2 separate regions of the Zea mays genome follow, and region 2 is linked to region 1. The links are chromatin contacts, called in public Hi-C maps. All regions are on one chromosome and are shown on one strand. The core of a region is the stretch at or near the end of the contact, and the rest is flanking DNA. Distances in the headings are between cores, read along the strand shown.

Region 1 (5,840 bases), core at 859-3,358:
AATGATGTGGAATGTTTTGTTTGCAATTTAGGAAGAAAACAATTTAGAAGTTCGAGTGTTCTTAGATTTAGTGGATGATAAGAAGTGGAAAATTTGGGAAGAACACAGGTAAGTGTGTGTGAGGATAATTTAATTCACTCCCATATAATGTGTGCAAGTGTACAAAATAATGAATTAGCCTGCCATGGTTTGGGCCTGTGTATATAAGGTTCTCGATACAATATGCATGTTTATTTTCATTTCTATCAGCTGATGTATTCTCATTCCTATCGGTTGATGTAACAATGAGTAATATTTTTATATTCTAGAATTCATGGGTTGGTCGATAGTGCAAATTTATTGGCCCGAAATCACTTGCCTCTTATTCCACCATGGTTATCTCGGACTGCCTACTTAGTTTAGTAGTTTGAGGAATTTCTAGCGGGCAACATGTATAAGTGTCTAGGGTTCGGTTGGAAATTGTCAATTCATGTCGCATAAGAATATGTGCGATATTGATATCAATTATAATATATGTATTGTTTGTTTTCATGTAATCGTTGTGCACTAACATTTTATCGAATAATTTGTGTGTCGTCACAACGCACGAGCATTGTACTATATATTTGAAGCACCAGCTGAATCGACATATGATCCATATGCGTTTGTATAACCTCATATATGTACTCACACCTACATGTTAATTTGGTATCTACAACCATTGGAAACAATGCCTATGGGTATCACCCTAGTGATAAATCGGAACATGCTCATAGCTCAAGGTTCAAATGTCATTTTTTGGAAAAGATGTCCATGAAAAGAAAATTAACAAATAAATAATCTCAAATCCAATTTAACCTTAAAAATCATTAGAAAAAACTACATTTATATTTAACTAAAACATGCTCTATTATTAGATCCAGTTTGAAGTTATTTGGGTATTTTATGGGTTCATTATGATGTTTATTTTATAGTAGTTATTCTTCTATCTATAATACTTATAATTGACTTGGAGGAACTAGACTTCATATAGAAGGGTGACCTCAACGATTAGAGAAGTGTTGAGGAGAGCTTTTGGTCGAATATCTATATTTGATGAAAATTGTTGCTTTAGTCTATTTTCAATTGGCTACCTCCGAACCATGTGTCTAAATCGGAGGCTTAGGTCGGCTCTCCATCAAGAAACGACAAGCCAAAGGAGAAGGAAGAAATGAAACTTTAATAGGATTGAACTACCTTAGTACGTTATCGAAGGAGGAAGAAAAGGTGTATACAACACTTCTTCCCTAAAAAAGACATAATGTTAGTCTCTAGTTGTACATAGTCTTCATATAGAGGAGTGGACATTCTTTTTCTGAGTTGGAATGTGTGTAATCTTGATCTTATAAATAAGTGTACAATGCCACTGTTACAAGGGTTGGTCACTTGTATGTCTAAGCCTGTAGCACCTTCGTGCACAAAGAGTATTAGAAGGTATGTCATCTTCAAGCACTTAAATCAGTTTAAGAAACCTTCAATACCTTCCAAAGGTTTCATAACTGCTATGTATTCCTCATCTTTGTTTAATCCAATAAAGGAGAAAGGAAAAATGTAGACCCTTGTAAATTGAATACATGCTTCGTCTACGTTATTTAATGGTACATTAGAACCCATCAAAGATAAAAAAGAGAGAGACTTTACTTTAATTGTGTTGCCCAGTTGCGTTTTTTTACAAAAGCTTCAACAAGTCACCAATAACAAATATCTTAACTAGCTCATCAACTAAGCACTGCATATGAGGTCATTACATAACACTCATAACATTGTCGAAGTCACTTTGCCCTTGCCTTATACAAAATCCATGTCACCATAATGTATCCATAGAAGATTCAAATAACTCCACAAAAGATTCTAGAAAAAGAATTCAAAATTGTTTCATATTTTTGTCGAGCAAAACCATATTTTTGTGTGAATTAGACTAGATTTTATTTTTAAAAAATTGCATAACTCCTAAGGGAGATGTTCTCAAGAAAACCATATAAATATTTTTTCTTATAAATTTATTTGTTTAAAATCATAAGGGAGCGTGCCACAAAGGCTTAAAGCATTTTGATGGAAAAGTTTAAAGATGGGCCAGAAGCCGGCGGAATTCTAGTTGAAAGAAGCCCAGCCCAACCCGCTGTCGCTTTCACTTTTCTGTCGGGAACTCGGAATTGTCCCCGTCTTCCCTGATCCCTTCGCTCCCCGAAGCAAAAGCGCAGAGCGCATCAGCGCAGAGTAGGACAGCCATGGCGACGGCGGCGGCGCAGTCCCATCCGGCATCGATGGACGCGCGCCGGTGGGACGAGTCATCGTACCGCCGCGGCATCCTCCGTGCCCGCGACCTCTCGTCCCGCACCCTCTTCCGTGCCGTCTTCTTTGACCACAGCGACGACCCGGATACCGACATCCTACTCGCCGCCGCCTCCAGCGACGGCTCCCTCGCTTCCTTCTCCCTTTCATCCTGCATCTCCGCATGTTCCGCTACCTCCCAGGTTCGTACCCTTTGGCCAGAACTGATTTTTTGGTGACGCACGCCCAGAGAGGCGTAGAGTGAGTTTTTCTTGGTCTGGTTCTCAGGTGGAGACCGCCGCCACTCTGGTAGATCCTGTCTGCATCGTGCAAGCGCACAGCGGACCTGCCTACGACGTCAGGTTTTACCCCGATCAACAGCAGCCGCTGCTCTTCAGGTGACTGACAGAATGTTTGACTTGGCATGTTTCATACACATGGCTAGTTACTAGTTGAGGCTAAAAATTCGCTTAAATTAGCTGTGGTTAGCTAGCTAGTTGGCTACCAACTAGTTGAAGACTTGGCTAAAAAAATTAACCCACCAATTTGCCCTCCTGTTCGGTGGATGCGCTAAAGCTAATTTTGGCTATTTCTTTAGCGCTAGCAACTAGCCCTTGTATCCAAACAGGCTCTTATCCTTATTGACTTCTCCAACTAGTTGAAGACCTGGCTAAAAAAATAATCCACCAATTTGCCCTCCTGTTCGGTGGATGCGCTAGAGCTAATTTTGGCTAATTCTTTAGCACTAGCAACTAGCCCTTGTATCCAAAGTTTCCAAACAGGCTCTTATGCTTCTTGACAATATTACCCATGGCAATGTGCTTCATTTGGTTGGAGACGGTGATGGGTTAATGGTTGTGCGGTTCTTTGGCTGCTTACTTCCTTGTGGCAGCTGCGGGGACGATGGCCGCATCAAGGGTTGGAGGTGGCACGAGATGCAGAGCTGCCTTGTCCCGCTCTCCCTGCAAGGTGCTGCATTCGAACTTCCATTCTTTTTTGACGTGGTTTCTTTCATAAATGGTCATATGCTTTACCAGGCCACTAGGGCATTGCGATGCATCTAGCACAGGTGCACCGAAAAAATATGCACATTTTTTACAATGGTGTAGGTTTGATGCAGGAGAAATCATGAATCATGCCCTGCACTGGCATAGATACAAATCTAGAATCTTGCCAGTGCAAGGCATGATTCATGTGAAAATGTTTCATAGTTGCTACTTATTTTATCTATGAAGATGCATCAATATCTTTTGTAGTTTTTCTGTGTGTTGCGCCTTGAAGGCCAAGTTAATATTATTTCAGTTTTTTTAATAACCAGTATAGTTGTATTGATAAAAAGTGAAACAAGGCATCTGTTGTTTTTCGTACATGAGAAAAGGTGGAAGGAACGAGCATATGTTGTTTTTCCTATAAAGGAGAAAAGGGAGAACAAACGAGTATCTGTGTGGAAATGCGCCGAAAATTGCCTAGTGCATCTTCTACATTTTGGTCATTGTTATTGCTTTTACCAATTTTTCTGTTGCCTTTGTTCACAGGGGATCATCTGGAACCAGCACTTGACTTGGTCAACCCTCAGCACGAGTAAGGATTCTGTGATAAAACTGCAATCTCAGACCTTCCAGTTTACACCGTTTATTCCAGCAGCTGCCCCCCCCACCCCCCCCCCCCAATTTACCCTGTTTGCATTGTTGCTGCTCAAGGTTATTAAAACGATAAAACGCTCATGGGTGAAGTTTTGACTTTTAAACAAAGTTTAAACTTAGTTTTGAACAACATAGGAAAAATACCAATATATCATAATTTCAGACAATAACATGAAGTTAAATACCAAAATAGAGAGGCTAGTGGCTTATCAAAACTTCACCCATGAGCCAGATTGGACCCTAACTAACAGACTGGGCCCAAAAGTAGCTAATGGTCTAAAACACATAAAACACTGCGTTTTACAGTTTAGAACGACAAAACGTGGTTTCAAGCTCTAATTAGCGTTTTGACGTTTAAACATAGTTTAAACGTAGCTTTAATAACATTGTTGCTGCTGGCAATTTTGTAGGGGTCCTTGGGGTGCTCGATCTCCAGTACCTGAAAACAATGCCATTGCAATTAATAAACAGGTTAACAACTGGAACTTTTCATGTTTTTATATCCTCCAGGAAGTGTGACTGTCCCAAATTTTCGTTCCTCATGCATATTGCTTGGTTCAACAAATCTTATTTTCTGTTATCATCATTCTTCCAAACAGGATGGATCCATTTTGGCAGCAGCGGGTGATGCATGTGCTTACTGCTGGGATGTGGTATGTATTTTCTTAAGGTAAATTGAACACACATAGAAGGAACTGCAGTTCTGCTTTAGAGTCTTTAGCATTACAAGCTTGGATAATATCAATGCTCTGTGCTTGAGAAGGTATCTGAAACTAATGCTAATCATGACTGCTTCTCTCAGGAGACCAGTAAATGTAAAATCACATTCAAGGGGCATGCTGATTATTTGCACAGCATTGCAGTTCGTGAGTCAAACCGCCAGGTTATTTGATTATCTTGGCTTTCCATTATTTGATGTTCATCTTGTCTATAATATGTACAATATGTGATATGTTACTAACTGACTTATTTTTTGATCAGGTTGTAACAGGATCAGAGGATGGGACAGCTCGTATCTGGGGTGCGGGTTTCAAACCATCATCCTTTCCTGTCTTGTGCATTGTATTTTTTTTTTCTCGAAAGAGCGCAGGAGGACTGCGCACCCATATATTAAAGTAGAGGGAAAATAAAGGGCCATAAGGACCCAGGTACAAGCACTCCTTATGGAGGCCAGAAACAAGCATACACAAAGCTATCCATAAAACTGGACAAAAAACACTACAGCCCTAGGAGCTAGGTAGTTTGGCTGGCCAAAAAGGAAAGCCCCTTGGCACCAGCCAGCCGCCACGTCTCCTGTTCATCCTCAGCAGCTTGAAGAAGGAAGGAGATAGAGGGGGTCCTTCCATCGAACACCACCTTGTTTCTATGATTCCAAATCATCCAGGCCCCTAAAGCAACAAGGGAGTCCAGTCCTTTCTTTCCCATGTTGAGGACCTGAGCCGAGGAATTCTCCCACCAACCAAGGAAGGAAGGCTCCACTTGCTGAGGGGATAAGCTGTGTAACCCAAACTTTCTCAAAAGCCTATACCAGAAAACTCTTGAGAACACACAGGAAACCAGCAGGTGATCAATGCTTTCAGGTTCTTGATCACAAAGAGGGCACCTAGCCGGATGGTTCATGCCTCTTTTCTGCAGCCTATCAGCAGTCCAGCATTTATCATGTGCCACCAGCCACAGGAAGAAATGGCACTTGGGTGGCATCCAGGATTTCCAGATTCTTTTGTGGTGAAGAAAGGAGCACGATCCCTGGAAGAGCCCTTCATAAGCAACTTTTGCTGAGTAGTTACCATCTGGCGCTATGGAAAAAATGTGTCTGTCTTCAATATCAGGATGTAGCTGAAAATCCGTTAAAGCTTCCCAGAGATGCAGAAAATCAATCAAGGCCCCTGCTGAGAGAGCGCCCCTAAT
Region 2 (5,505 bases), core at 731-3,230, 140 kb before region 1:
CCCAGGCTCCCAGCTGGTACCAACACCATTGCTTTAAGCTAAACAGTTACAACAGGACCCAAAGTTGCACAGGTTACATACCTCCAATGGCATCAGCATGAGAATGGGTAATAATGACACCATCGATTGTCCTCAAACTGAAAAGTGGGAGTAAACACTTTGCATGACCAACTTTGCAACCAAACAAACTGAATATTGTATCAGATCAGATCAAAGACAGCACCCAAACGTGGGGAACCACTGGAGTGCCGAGTGATAGAAGAACCTGATGAGAATAAACAAACCATAAGCTAGTTACTCAGGTCAGTGAAGAAATGAAGCAAAGCTGAGTTGTAGTGTTCATCATAGCACATACTTGCCGGCATCAACAACGATGTTTGTGGTGCCAGACGGGGTGGCGTGGCGCAGAAGGATAGAGGTGTTGCGCCTCCTGTTCGGGTTCCCTGGCTCAGCCGCCTTGGTGCAAACCTGCATGCAGGACAGGACAGGATAACGCAAGCTACACTGAGCAAAAAAAAAAGCAGCATAGACGACGCAATGTTGTTGGGCAATATAGATAGATGGTGAATTGAGGCCAATGGGCAAATGGCATACGGGGCAAATCTTGGTGGGGTGCGTGAGGCAGCTGACGCGCGGGATGCCCTCGCTGGTGCCCGTGCCCAGGAAGATGAGCTCCGACTGCAGCTGCTGGCCCTCCTCCGACGTCGAGGAGCCAGAAACCGCGCCGCTAACGGGAGACGCACGGGCGCCGGAGAAGGAGCGCGCTGGAAGAGAAACAGGTAAGGAAACAACCAGGCGGCGTTACGTCGAGCAGCTGATACGCGGCCGCGCAGGCCGTAAATTTTTGTACAACTTGGAGCGCTTGACGCACCGGATCGGAGGCGCGGGACGAGGCCAAGCCGCGGCGAGGACGCGGACGAGGAGGGAGCGAAGCGCGTCGCGGCGGCGGTGGCGAGGCCGGGGAACGCGCGCGCGATGCGCGATGCCAGCGGCGCCATGTGCGGGGCCTGCGCGCGCAGGAACGCCGCAGTGATCGCACCCGTAGCGGCGCGGGGCATGGTCGTCGCCGCCGGCGGCGGTAGCGGCAGCGGCCGATTCAGAGACGGAGGCGGGTCTCTGACCGACGCTGGCAGGTAGGCCCGGGGTGCCCCTGAGCGTCTGGTGGCAGAGAAAGCTCCAACGCTTTCCGTAATCGGAAAGGCGCACGTCAACTGACAGATGGGCCTAATGTCATCCGGTCCCGCATGTCGGTGAAATGTCTTGACAATGTGAACCACTATTCAATAGGCTGTGGGCTCGATTGGGCCGGGCTAGAGATGGCCAAATGGGCGGCACGGCACGGCCCGGCCCGGGCACGGCACGGTTAGGGTACGATCCGTTTGGCCCGTTTAATAGCCGTGCCGTGCCGGCACGGCACTAGTGCCTAAGGCCAGGCCCAAGCACGGCACTAAGCCTGCTTAGCCGTGCCGTGCCGGCCCGTTTAGCCCATTTAGCCCGTTTAGCCCATATAGCCCGTTTAGCACTATACCACAGAATTTTAGTCAGATATTCACAAACACAGTTAAAACATACTAAAATAGCTAATATTGAACTGTTTAGTGCAATGGCTGACTCATTAAAAACCTATTTAGGTAAAAACTCACCATTGTGAGAAAACCCTAGATAAGAAAAAAGAGTACAACACACAGCTAACTAGTCGTGTTTGGATCTAATCATGCATAATCGTGTCTAACCATGCCTAGAGGCTAATCGTGCCGGCCCAGCGTGCCTGATGCTCGGCCCAGGCACGGCACTACCTATCGGGCCGTGCCGGCACGGGCCCGACACTAGCCGTGCCGTGTCGTGCCCAGGCACTACGGGTCGTGCCGTGCTTCGGGCCGACCCGTTTATCCCGGCCCGGCTGGCCATCTATAGGCCGGGCTGAGGAATATACCCATTGTTTCGTCCGTTTCCTTTGCCCGAACGTGCGCTGTCTCTCGATCCTGCATCTCTGCACCTGCTCGCCTCCCCAGGGAGGCAGGGACAATCGACTTCGCCGGGCGCCGGCTAGCCCCACCGGCGACGACAGGCAAGTGCCCCCCTTCCCCCTCTTCCTCCAACTATCCCCCGTTCGTCTCTCTCTCTCTCTCTGGTTTTTTTGTGTTCATTGGCATCGACGTGAGGACCAACTTGAGACATGGTGTTCGCATGATCTTAGCGCAGTAGGCTGTACCGCTGTAGGAATGATTGATTTGTAGCAGCGCTCATGCTTCCATTGACGATTTAGAGAAAGGGAAAAACTTCTGCCTATTGAATGGATGAAGAGTATTCTTTGCGTCCGGAACCGAGTATTATATCAGTTCCTGTTACCGAATCGGGTAAGTCATAATCTGTAATATGGCGGGTCTTCCAGATTCACTGAAAAAAATGTTTTCTCGAGACTCGCTGAAAAAACTACCCTGGATTCTAAGGTGAGCACCCTGCGTCCTTGATTCTGAAATATCCAACCAAAGCACTGGCTTCTTTCCTAGGCAATCTGTAATGGGGATGGAGGTGTCCATTAAATCATGTCAGTTTTATGCACCTTTGTTAGATGATTGCTGGTGGTTTGGCGGCTGCTTACTATCCAATACCCCCTCTGATTCTAAATAGGTGTCATTTTAGCATTCCTGGTCAGTTCTTTTTCAAGACACTAATATACACCATGTGAGAATTGTATACATTGACAATGTAGGGTAGATAGTACTACATTCATCACAAAAAGGTACTTATATTACAGGGTTCACCTTTTCGTTTTTACTGTTCCGAAATATCGTTTTGATCAAAACAAAGATTGACTTTTGTATTTTAAAATTTGGAACCGGAATAGAGCAAAAACCGGAGCGGGGACGAGAAATTTACCGGTTTCTCGCCCTTTCCGGTCGAGAAATTGAACCATGTTATATTATTTAGTTACGTTTTTATTTTAAATGCTATATTTTTCATAGAAATTTATAGTCTATGTGTCACCTTGTAGAACATGTTGATGCCCTAAACATCATGTATTTTGAAGTAGAGGGAGTAAGCTTTTTACTCAGAACTCTCAATTTACTGTTAGGTGGGTGGTTAATCCTTGTATTGCAAGCTGGCAACCCCCATTTTCTTCTGTTGCAATGAACTGTTTGCACTGTGGTTTATGTGTCCCTTCTCCAAGTGCAGGTCCCAAATTTTACCTTGCTTTTCCTGATGCGTGGAAGCTCTTTCATTTTCAGGCACAGTGGACCACGGAGGAGAAAGTACTCTGCTTTGAATGGGAAGTGCCATGAACAAAGACAAAGTTCATGACAAGGAGACTCACGGAACAAGTAGTGATATAACTGAGAAAACACCTGTGGAAACGGTGAAGGGTCCCAATCTGCTTGAGCGAGCAAAGGAAGAGATCGAGGCCCTTGCCGGAGCTGTTCATACTAAGATGGAGCACCATTCCAGTCCCCACGCGAAGAAGGATGGTAAAACTATCTAGAATGATGTTACTTCATATTTAGTACCCCGTATATTAAATATATGAAAAGGAATGGAGAGCAGGAAACTGGAGGATAAGAAGAAAGGACAGTAACGGTGCCTAGAATCAACTCACATATTTGCACTTTTTATAGTGTTTTTTATAGTATATCTTTTGCCCTGTGTATTGATCATTTTTGCCAACTGAAGCTAAGTACAACTTTAGCTACTTACCAATAGAATGTGTTATCCTTCATACCAAAGACGTTGGATGTAATTCACCAAAAAACCATTCAGCCCATATACTATAGCTTGACATTGTCATTTATCAACGTCATTTGCAAACAGTAATGTGATTCATGATGAGAGCCATTGATTTTACAGTAAAACAACTGCAAATGTAAAGTTCAGGTTGCTTATTCTTTTAAGAGCATGTGCCATTCCTTTGTAGTAATGAAAAACATGTCTTGTGCATTTGTCTTAATTCTTTCACCATGTTTGGGAAAGAGTTGGTTTGTTCAACATTTTTTCCCTGAAAGATCACAGAAATATGACCGAGAACATTAGCATGCAGACAATTTCAATCTTGCAAAAGGGACTTCTGAGCATATTGAGTTCATAATGGTTGTCACTGCCCAATATTAAAAATTACTGCTGCTTAATGGTAGAATTTTGTGTATATCATTTCAAGTATAGAAGTACTCTACTACTCTTAGCGACTTGCGGAAGTACTGCTTTTTAGATACTAATTGTCAGTTGTCCGTACATTGCTACAGTTTCTATATATCACATGGGTAGACTTTGTTTTAATAAAACACAAAAATATGTGTTCTATTGGTTAGGTGGGTGTAAATGTGGAGCTAACAACCAAGGTTCAAACTCCCACTTGTGCATAATTTTACTTTATTTTTGAATTAAGCGGGAAGGGGAACGGTGACGTGGGACGACTGTTGAAACTGCTGTTTAGAGATAGAGATTGAAAAACAGGACCAAGGTTCAATGGTTGTTTAGAACATTGTAGATCATCTTAGTTCCAAGTTTGTAATGCTATTTTCATGCTTGGTGATGATTTAGAATCGATGTTACTAACACAATTTCATTTGAGAACTTTATCCTCAGTATGATGCGGATCTCTGAGATCTGAATACATGCAGAATCACATAAGGAAGGCAAGGAGGGGAGCCTGCACAAAATAAAAGCCCACACGGATGAAACTCACGGAACAAGTGCTGACATAAATGAGAACACACCAGTTGACAAAGTCAAAGGTCCGAATGTGTTTGAGCGTGCCAAGGAAGAGATTGAAGCTATTGTGGAAGCTATCCATCCGAAGAATGGATCTGACAGTAAGTGAAGACTGAAACCCCTGGGGCTGTTTTGCCTTAACTGGCTGCAAAAGCCTTAACGTGAGGCCATGTGCTACCAGATAGATAAATGCTGTCAAAGACGTTCACCCAATAGTCTTTTTATACGCGCTCTGGAGCTGTAAAAGCTAAGAGCGGACTTGTTTTTATGCTACACTGTTTTCCGTTGTATCATTGTGGTTTGTTTGTCCAGAGGTGTGTAGAAATACTCAACATGGAATTGTGATGCTTAAATTGTTGAGCTTGACAGGACATTATATTGTGCCACCAACTCGCCATGGTCTGGAAGTTGTAATAAGAGTGATCATGAAACAGGGCATAAATCTATTGCTAGTACTTTTTTAGTGGAAACCCATTACTAGGTTGTCGTTGTCTAGTGGATCGATGCTTATAGTTTGAGGGAACCTTACACTGGTGACTGGTTTGAACCATTATTGCAAGATTGTTACTGGAAATAACTGTAAAAATGCATTTAGAATGTAAAACAGTCGTTTGAGGGCCGAGACCTTGCAAAAGATAACTGTTGGAGACTTGTTATCAAATGATATGAATTAAGAACAAGTCAACACAAAATGTTAAAGGTTAAGGCGCTTCGTATTTCGAAGCATTATTTTCCTTAAGACATAATGATTTTCAGACGAAGGTTATGAAGGACATATCTTCATGAGTGTAGTATACATTA

Evidence for each region. A called contact is a pair of places that touch in the nucleus more often than the background predicts.
Region 2: a contact with region 1 is called in a Hi-C map of tassel, with 5 times the contacts expected there. The contact joins the promoter of LOC100501056 here to the promoter of LOC103632647 in region 1. A contact is called at or near these places in 10 of 25 Hi-C or Micro-C datasets (ear, endosperm, leaf and 3 more).

What each region holds. Positions count from the first base shown.
Region 1 is chr7:102,981,678-102,987,517 of Zm-B73-REFERENCE-NAM-5.0, reverse strand. LOC103632647 (THO complex subunit 6) reads left to right here and starts at 2,108. Exons shown (of 12, transcript XM_008654403.3): 1 at 2,108-2,492; 2 at 2,578-2,687; 3 at 3,182-3,258; 4 at 3,825-3,870; 5 at 4,343-4,403; 6 at 4,532-4,585; 7 at 4,735-4,815; 8 at 4,914-4,953. The coding sequence starts at 2,247.
Region 2 is chr7:103,125,463-103,130,967 of Zm-B73-REFERENCE-NAM-5.0, reverse strand. LOC100501056 reads left to right here and starts at 1,980. Exons shown (of 3, transcript NM_001195894.1): 1 at 1,980-2,068; 2 at 3,231-3,467; 3 at 4,614-5,143. The coding sequence starts at 3,269. The coding sequence ends at 4,813. It overlaps LOC100276574, which reads right to left and starts at 1,229. Exons shown (of 12, transcript NM_001150330.2): 1 at 872-1,229; 2 at 595-764; 3 at 356-468; 4 at 224-265; 5 at 82-137. The coding sequence starts at 1,058.